Regions from separate parts of the Arabidopsis thaliana genome. Here region 1 is linked to region 2. Evidence: chromatin contacts called from public capture Hi-C data. All regions are on one chromosome and are shown on one strand. Each heading gives the region's core, a stretch centred on a gene start, on an enhancer-like site or on the middle of the called end of the contact. The rest is flanking DNA. Distances are from core to core; before and after follow the strand shown. Region 1 holds the start of AT5G34930 (arogenate dehydrogenase). Region 2 holds the start of PAP26 (purple acid phosphatase 26).

Region 1 (5,076 bases), core at 1,524-4,023, 120 kb after region 2:
ATTGCTTTTTCATTTTTTTATAAATGATTTTATTTTGCTTTTCGTTATTAAAACTATCTAAATTTAAAGACGTTTAATATAAATGGTTTAGTAACTGTTTAAATAGTCTTTTTATTGGGTTTAGTTCAAAAACCGATTAAACCAAGTTTATGGAGAAATAAGTTCCGAACTATCGATTTGGGGAGATATAAGTTGGGAAATTTAGTTTCCGGGAGGGGGGGGGGAGGGATAATGGCCTATTTGGTACGTTGTAATACTTTTTGTGGAGAAATATACTATGTTGTTTTTCTATTTCTTCACTAAAGTTTTTACTTTTTTATTCTCTGGATTTTTTTTCTGTTTTTATTTCCTTCACGTTGTCCCCATGAAAAAAACAATTATTTTTTCCACACAAATTAATTTTGAGTGAAGTTTCTAGCTACTCTCAACAGCATTTCTCTTGATATTTGATAGTTCTACTCTTTTTTTTATCTTGATCAAGAATTGGAAGAAAAATGCTCAGTGGTAATGGTTCGATCCATATCGAACAATAATATGATTAATAAAATTACAATTTCTTTTTAAATCAAATGAGCTTTTTCTAAAATTCTATATTTTATTCCAAAATCAAATAATTTTTTTTCCAGGAATTGATTAATTGCTTAACCCATACAAGAGCAAATTGAGGAGAAAGATGAGAAGATGATGAAGAGAAAAGATAGTTGAGCAATGGAGGAAGAAGAAGTTGTTCTATGAAGAAGAAGAGGAAGTGTTGTGAAGAAGAAGAATTATGACTTTAGTCACAATTGGATTAAGAGGCTATTGGGGTAGAAGATAAGTAAAGCCCAAATAGAAGTTGGTTTGTTTTGTTTAATAGAAAGTTGAAGCACCAGTGATGTAGATTGGAGAGAAGAAGCGTCTAATGTATTGAGCTTATATTTTTCTAATTTGTTTTTTTTGGCCCATCTCTAACTTAACCTCCCTTTATATAATAAACGTAAAAGTTAAATTAAAACCTAATAAAAAACGAGATAAAAGGTATTGTTATCGTAATTATGATTTTTTTTTCCAAAATAAAAAACTAGAAGAAATAGTAATTAATGTGTATCTACATATATATTTTTGCAGCCATTTTGTGAAATAAATCCTATAGTTGGAACTTATTTACAATAGGTGCCACTGGATTTTAATGTTTGTTTTTGATAATTAGAAAAAAATCTTCAAATTAAATATTTGACATTTAACAATCTTCCCTAAATCTCTCCACATTAACTACACGATTAGTTACTAAAATAAAACTTCCAAAATATTTAATATCATTTAATTACTACAAAATAAATGGTTTTTTTACGGGACGGATTGGTGGGACGGGTTTGACAGGACGTTACTTAATAACAATTGTAAACTATAAAATAAAAATATTTTATAGATAGATACAATTTGCAAACTTTATGTATACTAACTTTAGAAAATAAATTGTTTCCGCGGTGTACCGCGGGTTAAAATCTAGTTTTGTAATACAACCGTAGTTTGTTGTTTCCAAAATGTTGTTCGCATTGTGTATAATGATAGCTTATTGTCTAATTGTTGTGATCTGCTTCTTTTTTCATGTTTTTATTTTTACTTTTGAGTTATACATATAGATTAACATATATGTCAATGTTTTTTAACCCGACTCGCACGATGAACCGGACTACTTTCGTGATCACCGGTTCATTGAGTCAATCCAGTTCGATGACGGGTCAATTTCTTAAAGTTTTTTTTAATGTTACAGAGATTATATAGTTTTTATATATAAAAGATATATCATATTTAACAAAGTAATATATTTAACAATAATAATAAAGTGATTAATTTTTTAAGTCCAACTAAAGTATAAAGCCGTAACAAATATGAAAATAGTGGAGATCACCGATGACATAAATAAACTAATAAAACATCGCGGATTTAAAACAACGAATCTCGATTTTCTCTCTCATCATTTCATTCACTCTTAAGGCGGGATTGTGAAGTCTTCATCAATTTAAAACATCAAATGAGTATATGAACTAGAAAAAGTTATAAAAATAATATAATATAGTCTAAAATCTTTTATTTTAGACTTTTTTTCCGAGATATCCTATGTATTTTTTTTTTTCTTCATTAAAGTTTCTAATTTTCTATCCTCTTGGTTTTTGTTCTGTTTTCATTTTCTTCCCGTTGTCTCCATGAATTTTTTTTTACTTTTTCCTCATAAATTAATTTTAAGCTGTGTTCTAAAAAGCGGTTTAGGCGGCACTACGCTCTTAAGTGACTCGTAGACAACCGCTTTGACCGCCTAAATTTGCATAAGTTCCGGTTTACTGTATTGTTTTTTATTTTTAACTATATAAAACTTTCTTATAAGTCTTAACTCAATATATATTCTTTGATATGAATTTAACTAATTTTTGTTTATGATTTAACATTTTAATTTTTCTAATAGATAGTTATATATAATTTATTATCTATAATATTATATTCAATATGTATTATATTATAAACTTTTAAACTGTATAAAATCGTCTAAACTCCTATTAAGCATTGTAGGCGTTAGGCGCTATGTTACCGCCTGCCTAGCGTTTTCTTCGACACTGATTTTAAGTAACATTTCGAGCTAGTCTCATTAACGCCTCTATTTATATTTGATAATTTTACTAATTCATTTTTTTATCTTGATTTGAAAGAAAAATGTTCAGTGGTAATATGATTAGTAAAATTATAAAAAAATTTCTTTCTTTTATTAAATACAAAAGTTCTTAAAACGTGCAGACTTGAAGATCTCCACAAACCTCCAAAAGTCTATTCAAATGGCAGAGACAGTTGAATCCATCATCATCATCATCATCGTCTTCTCCAAATGATCTTTCAATCTCATTCTCATCATCTTCTTCTCTATCAATCCTCATCTTCCTCCTCCTTCTTCTTCCTCCCAAAGCTCATCACCAAACCTCCTCTCTCCCTCTCATTTACCTCTCTTTCCTCAATGCTCCCTTCTCTCTCTCTCTCCACCGCCAACCGCCACCTCTCCGTCACCGACACCATCCCTCTTCCCAACTCCAACTCCAACGCCACCCCTCCTCTCCGTATCGCCATCATCGGATTCGGAAACTACGGCCAATTCCTTGCCGAAACCCTAATTTCTCAAGGCCACATTCTCTTCGCTCACTCCCGATCCGATCACTCCTCCGCCGCTCGCCGTCTCGGTGTCTCATACTTCACCGATCTTCACGATCTCTGCGAACGTCATCCTGACGTAGTCCTTCTCTGTACTTCAATCCTCTCCATAGAGAATATTCTCAAAACGTTGCCGTTTCAGAGACTCCGTCGCAACACTCTCTTCGTTGATGTTCTCTCCGTTAAAGAGTTTGCTAAAACTCTTCTCCTTCAATACTTACCTGAAGATTTCGATATTCTTTGTACACATCCAATGTTTGGTCCTCAGAGTGTGAGTTCAAATCATGGCTGGAGAGGATTAAGATTTGTGTATGATAAAGTTAGGATTGGGGAAGAGAGATTGAGAGTCTCAAGGTGTGAGAGTTTTCTTGAGATTTTTGTTAGAGAAGGATGTGAGATGGTGGAGATGAGTGTTACTGATCATGATAAGTTTGCTGCTGAATCACAGTTTATAACTCATACTCTTGGTAGGCTTTTGGGGATGTTGAAGTTGATATCGACGCCGATTAATACGAAAGGGTACGAGGCGTTGCTTGATTTAGCTGAGAATATTTGTGGGGATAGTTTTGATTTGTATTATGGGTTGTTTGTGTATAATAACAACTCTTTGGAGGTGTTAGAGAGGATTGATTTGGCTTTCGAGGCTTTGCGTAAGGAGCTTTTTAGTCGGCTTCACGGTGTTGTGAGGAAGCAGTCTTTTGAAGGTGAAGCAAAGAAAGTTCATGTTTTTCCAAATTGTGGTGAAAATGATGCTTCTTTGGATATGATGAGGTATGTAGTTAGTTAGTTAGTTACATTGTGTGGTTTGATGCATTTTGGATTTGGTTTCTTATTGTAAATAGTTATCGATTTGTGATCTTGCAGGTCAGAAGATGTTGTTGTGAAGTATGAATATAACTCCCAGGTGTCTGGTAGTGTTAATGACGGTTCGAGGCTCAAGATTGGTATCGTCGGGTTTGGAAATTTTGGACAGTTTCTAGGTAAAACCATGGTCAAGCAGGGTCACACTGTGTTAGCTTATTCCAGAAGTGACTACACTGATGAAGCAGCAAAGCTCGGTGTTTCGTATTTTTCAGATCTTGATGATCTATTTGAAGAGCATCCTGAAGTTATTATTCTCTGTACGTCAATCCTTTCGACTGAAAAAGTTCTCGAGTCACTACCGTTTCAGAGACTGAAGAGAAGCACACTTTTTGTGGATGTACTCTCAGTAAAAGAGTTCCCGAGGAATTTATTTCTTCAAACTCTCCCACAAGATTTTGATATTTTGTGCACGCATCCTATGTTTGGGCCAGAGAGTGGTAAAAATGGATGGAACAATCTTGCCTTTGTGTTTGATAAGGTTAGGATTGGAATGGATGATAGAAGAAAATCGAGGTGTAACAGTTTTCTTGATATTTTTGCCCGTGAAGGATGTCGTATGGTGGAGATGTCGTGTGCTGAACATGATTGGCATGCTGCTGGATCACAGTTTATCACACACACAGTGGGAAGGCTTCTGGAGAAGCTGAGCTTGGAATCTACTCCTATAGATACCAAAGGTTATGAGACATTGCTAAAACTGGTGGAGAATACTGCTGGTGACAGCTTTGATCTGTACTATGGACTATTTTTATACAATCCTAATGCAATGGAACAGCTTGAGAGGTTTCATGTGGCTTTTGAATCATTGAAGACACAGCTCTTTGGACGACTACATTCTCAACATTCTCATGAGCTAGCTAAATCATCTTCCCCAAAGACAACTAAGCTATTAACTAGCTAAAGTTAATATTCTCTCAGTCATGCTCCTTGACTACTAATTATACTGTTCTACTCAATACTCAATATGGTGGAAATCGTTTGGTCTTTGAAAGGCTTTGATGTAAGTTTCTTTCTTTCTTTGTAGCTTTATTTGACCCT
Region 2 (5,088 bases), core at 1,904-4,403:
CTCCTGATATAATGCTTCTTAAGCTTTCTCCGTCGAATGTTCTTTCCCCTGCGCATTGTATTCACTTAGTACTCCATCTATGCAGTTACTAAGATTACTAACGTGAGAAATAGAAAACTTACCAGTACTGGTTGTGTAATACAAATTCATCCGTTGCCACTTTCTTCCCATCATCATTGCGGTTCCAGTGGTATATAGCGTGTGTTCGGTTCTTTATATCCAGAGTAGAGTGGCCATAGCTAGCTTCCCGAAATGCAGAATAATCTGGCTGTGGTTCCGTAAACCTGAAACAAAAAGGGCACATTTTCTCATCACCCAATACTAGTAAATAATAACAACTCTACAGCTCTACTACATATGAGACTTTCGCAACTTTTATTATCATTCTGATCAGCTCTGTGGATCTTCATCAGCGGCTTAGCTATAGGTCTTATTATACCTCCTAGCCTAGAACTGCGTGTAGCAGACTAGAGCTGTTGTGAGTTGCTTAAAGAGCAGTTAGCCAGGTCTGGGGTTGTAAGGATATCTCGGCAGATCGTTTTCGGGTGTGTATTTTCTAGGTTGTGGTTAGGCATTTGGTGGAGAGTGTCTCTCCTTAGTCAAGTCTTATAGCGAATTGGAATGAGAAGCAGTTTTATAACATCGTACTTATAACATTCCAAGGCTCACGCTTTTTGTGTTCCAGTAATCTAATTGAATCTGATCATGTTACTAACCTTCCAGCCAGACCTTCTTGATTTCCTCCGTCTCCAACTGTGATATAAACAGGCGCTGACTTATCTGGAACTGGGTAACGATCTCCGCTTGACACGTTATACCGCACATTTGATATTCGGTACTGAGATGGAGAAACAAAACAAAGATTTTACTAAACACAATGAAACATATATATTCTATGCGGAGCTTATGGTAATACGAAAGTACCGATCTCTCGTAGGCATGAACATGCCCAGCAAAGATTACATCAACTTTGTGTTGGACAAACCACTCCTCAAAAGCTGCTCGCATGCTTTCACCCTCCATGAAATGTGCTTCATTACTGTTGTATATTGGGACGTGCATCAAAACAATTAGCCAAGGTGTTTTCTCCCTATCAACTCTTGTAAGCTCTTCACTAAGCCAGTGCCATTGCGGGGTATACTTCACTGTACAACACACAGAAAGAGTCATGCTTAACCACTCATTTGGGTAAATCTTTTACTTATAAGAAAGAGTCATGCTTAACCACTCATTTGGGTAAATCTTTTACTTATAAAGTAAAGAACAAAAAAGTTAGAAGCAGGGGATGTTGTTGAGCAGTTAAGGTATTACCAAAAGGCGAATAGCTGGAGAGGACAATGATATGAGCAGATGCACGCCTAACAGCGTACCAAAGAGGACTGCTACTTTTTGAGGCTAAGTAAGGCGTAGTGTAACGCTGAAGGTAATTCCTGAAAGGTGTCACCTCCCCCTGTAAATGTTTTACATGTTTGAGAACTCTTAGGAGAAGCAAAAACAGAAGTCAAGCGCACAATCGGAATAGAAATTACAAGTAATAGCTATAATGAATTTTTCATTTTCCTGTCCTATATTTAATCATATCAAAATTCATGTAACCAGTTCATTTATATCTTCTAATCTTCAGCATACTTTCTTAAGAACCTTTTCCATTGATCTGTCTGAGAAACTGTTAAAATGCAAAAACCGTAGCAGTTCGAACCACTCACTATTTTAAATTCCATAGGAGTCGAATTTATGCATAACCTATATGTTACTTGGCTAGGTAGAAAGTAAGTATAAGATGAATCAGATATTAACCATGTATGGCATGTAATCTACTTCATGATTTCCTGCAGACCAAAGCCACGGTTGATAAGCGGTACTACGCTCCACAAAACGACCCCAGCTATCCCATCTCACACCAACGTCATTATACTGATATCTATCAGCATAAGAAAGATCTCCAAGAAATAAAACAGCCTGAGCTCCACTCTCCATGTAATGTTCCAACGTGGATAACGAGTTGAATGTCTGACCCATATCGCCTACAATTCGTAAGTAAAACTGAGTTTGGCTAGTACAGAGCTAGAGAAACAAGTCAAGTAACTCTCATTGAAACAATACTACAAACTACCTCTGCAATGAATCTTAAAGCACAGTTGCATTTAGATCAAACTACTAACCTATAATACCAAACTTGTAGGAAGCATCTGGATGTACATGTGGTGGTGTAACAAACCAAAACTCTCGAGAAGATTCACCGCTTTCAATCTTGTAATAGTATTTTGTATCATGCTGATAACAAAAAAAGAAAATCAGCATTTGTATGTAATCTAACCACCAAATATAAAATATAAACTCAGATACCTCAAGGTCAGAGACAAGGCAGTGATGAATAAAGCCAGACTTATACTTGTAAAACGTGTAGTTATGGTAAGTCCCTTGAGCAACAAACTCATATTTCCCCTGAACCGCACCGTAATGTACTTGGCTAGAACCAGGTTCATCAGGTGTAACCCAAGAGATGATAACAGCTTTACCATCATAATCACCTTGAGTTATGTGTACTTGTTGTGGTGCATTATATCCTTTTGGGACTTTGAAAACATGATGATCAAGTGGTATATCAACCGCAGGCCATTCAGATCGAATAAAACTACTTGTGATTCCAGATTCTCCTCTATATAACAACAATACTGAGCTCAAGAACACAGAGATTATCACCAAATGATTCATCACGTCACCAAATCTCGACTCAGTTTTTTTACCTGTAGCCACAAAGAATCGCGAATCTGAATGTTGATTTCAAATCTAGAATGAAGCAAATCTTAAGATACAATCTGAGAAATTCGTTGTGATTTTAAGATCTGAAGAAATCGAGAGAGAGGTTATGGATATTACCTGAGAGATGAAGGAGATGACATTTGGGAGATTATCGTCTCGATGACATTAATAAGCCCGTCGGATATGTATGAATGAGCTATCGAAGAAGGTGACCACATACGTGGAGATTTATGATTGGTTGAGGGAAATGGATTGGGTCTTAAGCATTAAAGTGCATAACGTAACCTTTTAACTAATTTGATATTCTTAGAAATAGTTTGGTGTCAAGAAAAAGTTTGGACTCAAGACTTCCACGATATCGCTGGAGAAAAAGTTTCTAAGAGCATCTACGACGCAAAGTTTTTAATTTGATTTTTAAGTTTAATTATATTATATATATATATATATATAAAAGTAGGATATAATACTTCAGTTTCAAAAATATAATAGTTCATGCGGAAAAATATAAAAGAATTGATTTGGCTATATATGTCACCAAAGAGTAGTTATCTTTTTCGGTCAAAGGTTTTGATTCAAAAAAGAATTTCACAGTTATGAGTGTTTGAACTGGAATAGTTTTATGATGGGTGACCTTCCGATAAATGATTGTCGGAACTATGCGAGTGAGGATAAAGCAAGAGAAAATATCATGTGGTAACAAGTCTTTAAAGCTTCTCGGACGTGGCATACCGACCGTCGGACAGGGGTGTGCTCATGGGGCTGAGAGAGGACGTAGGATCCACATATAGGAACGGTCGGGGCGTTAAATAGGGCTTCACTCTCCTTTTATTAGTCTATTAGAATAGTTATTAGCGTAAGGCGCAGCAAGCCGGCAAAGATATAATGGTGATAAGAAAAATAAATTAAGAATTTTAGATTTATTTTAGTGAATTTAAAAAGTGCCAAACTTATTACCCAAAATATATGAAATATTTACTGAAATGTTATAGAAAGTTGGAATATTGTTAGAATATCATACATTCTCTAAACATTACTTATATATTTTGTGCAATTGTGTAATTAAAATTAACACTCTTGATTAGTTTTTTTTAATTAAGATTTTTTATTATTATTTATAACTAAAAATGATTAATGAAAATTATGATAATCCACCTCATTAAGAGGAACGTTTTGGTTTCCCTCCCTGTTATTGTTTCGCAGCAAATTTACATGTTACGGCTGAATTATAATGCTACACATAAGATGAAAGGTCGCGGAAATCTACATATTACGGCTAAGTTATTACGAATATACATATTTTTCATAGCCTTGTTCGAGAACATGTAGCTCAGCTTTAACTGATGGCTCAACTCATTCAAACCATAGTCATCGAACACCAACTTTACAAGCTTATCGTGCGTTCTTTCCGCATAAATTTGCACAACTCTTCACCCTCTATCGTTAGTGTTAAATACAAATTCTTTACCCAGTTACCACAAATAACAATTTCTAGAACCGGATTGATTATATCGGGCGAAGGATGTAAGAAAATGAAAAAGAATGAGGAAGACGATGACGAATTGGAAGTTCCAGTGATGTGAAAAACTCAGGTGAAAAAGACGAGTTGAAAAAAAGATGTTTCGTATTTCTTTTAATGATGATGAAATGAAATGTTACATCGACGTAATTTTTTAATTGATGAAGTAGCAAGTAAGCCACCAAACAAACATGAAAATTTGCCTAAATAAATTAGCCATTAAACAAAACTAGAAGTCAGCCGCAACATGAATACTATTACAGTAATTAAAAAACAAAAAAAAAACGACAAGTTAATTCAGTCGTTTAATGTTGTAACTCAACCTACAATCTTTAACTCATCTGTATTGTTTAATAAGTCGGTCGTAATTGCTTGCTATTAAAGTAATTAATCTTTTGCTACTAAGTCAGCCGTAACTAGGCCGAGTTATCCGTTAATCCAGCTCATTACGGCTGATTTATGACACTCGAACATAAATCAGTTGTAAGGACATCCCATAACTAAGCCGTCTTTGATAACTCAGCCAGTCGAAAAAGTTAACTCAACCGTGTCAAGAGAATAACTCAGCCAAAGTTTTGACAATCAACCATTAGGTAAAAACTCAGTCGTAACTTAGGCTGGGTTATTCTTGAAATTCTCATAACTCAGACAAATCTCTTTAAGTCAGCCGTAATGTAGGTTGGATTATCTCATAACTCATAAAAATTTTCATTAAGTCAACCGTAATTCTACGCTCAGTTATACTATAAGTTAGCTGTTTTCTCATAACTCAGCCATTTTTTCTTAAATCAGCCGCAACATATCGTAAC

The links. Capture Hi-C pulls out chosen DNA fragments and counts their contacts.
Region 1: a capture Hi-C map of seedling shows a contact between it and region 2, with 4 times the contacts expected there. The contact joins the promoter of AT5G34930 here to the promoter of PAP26 in region 2. A contact is called at or near these places in 1 of 26 Hi-C or Micro-C datasets (root) and 1 of 3 other capture datasets (seedling).

Annotation. Positions count from the first base shown.
Region 1 is chr5:13,230,584-13,235,659 of TAIR10.1, forward strand. It overlaps AT5G34930 (arogenate dehydrogenase), which reads left to right and starts at 2,774. Exons shown (of 2, transcript NM_001344090.1): 1 at 2,774-3,945; 2 at 4,039-5,076. The coding sequence starts at 2,858. The coding sequence ends at 4,939.
Region 2 is chr5:13,108,503-13,113,590 of TAIR10.1, forward strand. PAP26 (purple acid phosphatase 26) reads right to left here and starts at 3,154. Exons shown (of 9, transcript NM_122874.4): 1 at 2,881-3,154; 2 at 2,347-2,747; 3 at 2,163-2,274; 4 at 1,798-2,024; 5 at 1,312-1,450; 6 at 925-1,145; 7 at 717-838; 8 at 123-284; 9 at 1-48. The coding sequence starts at 2,715.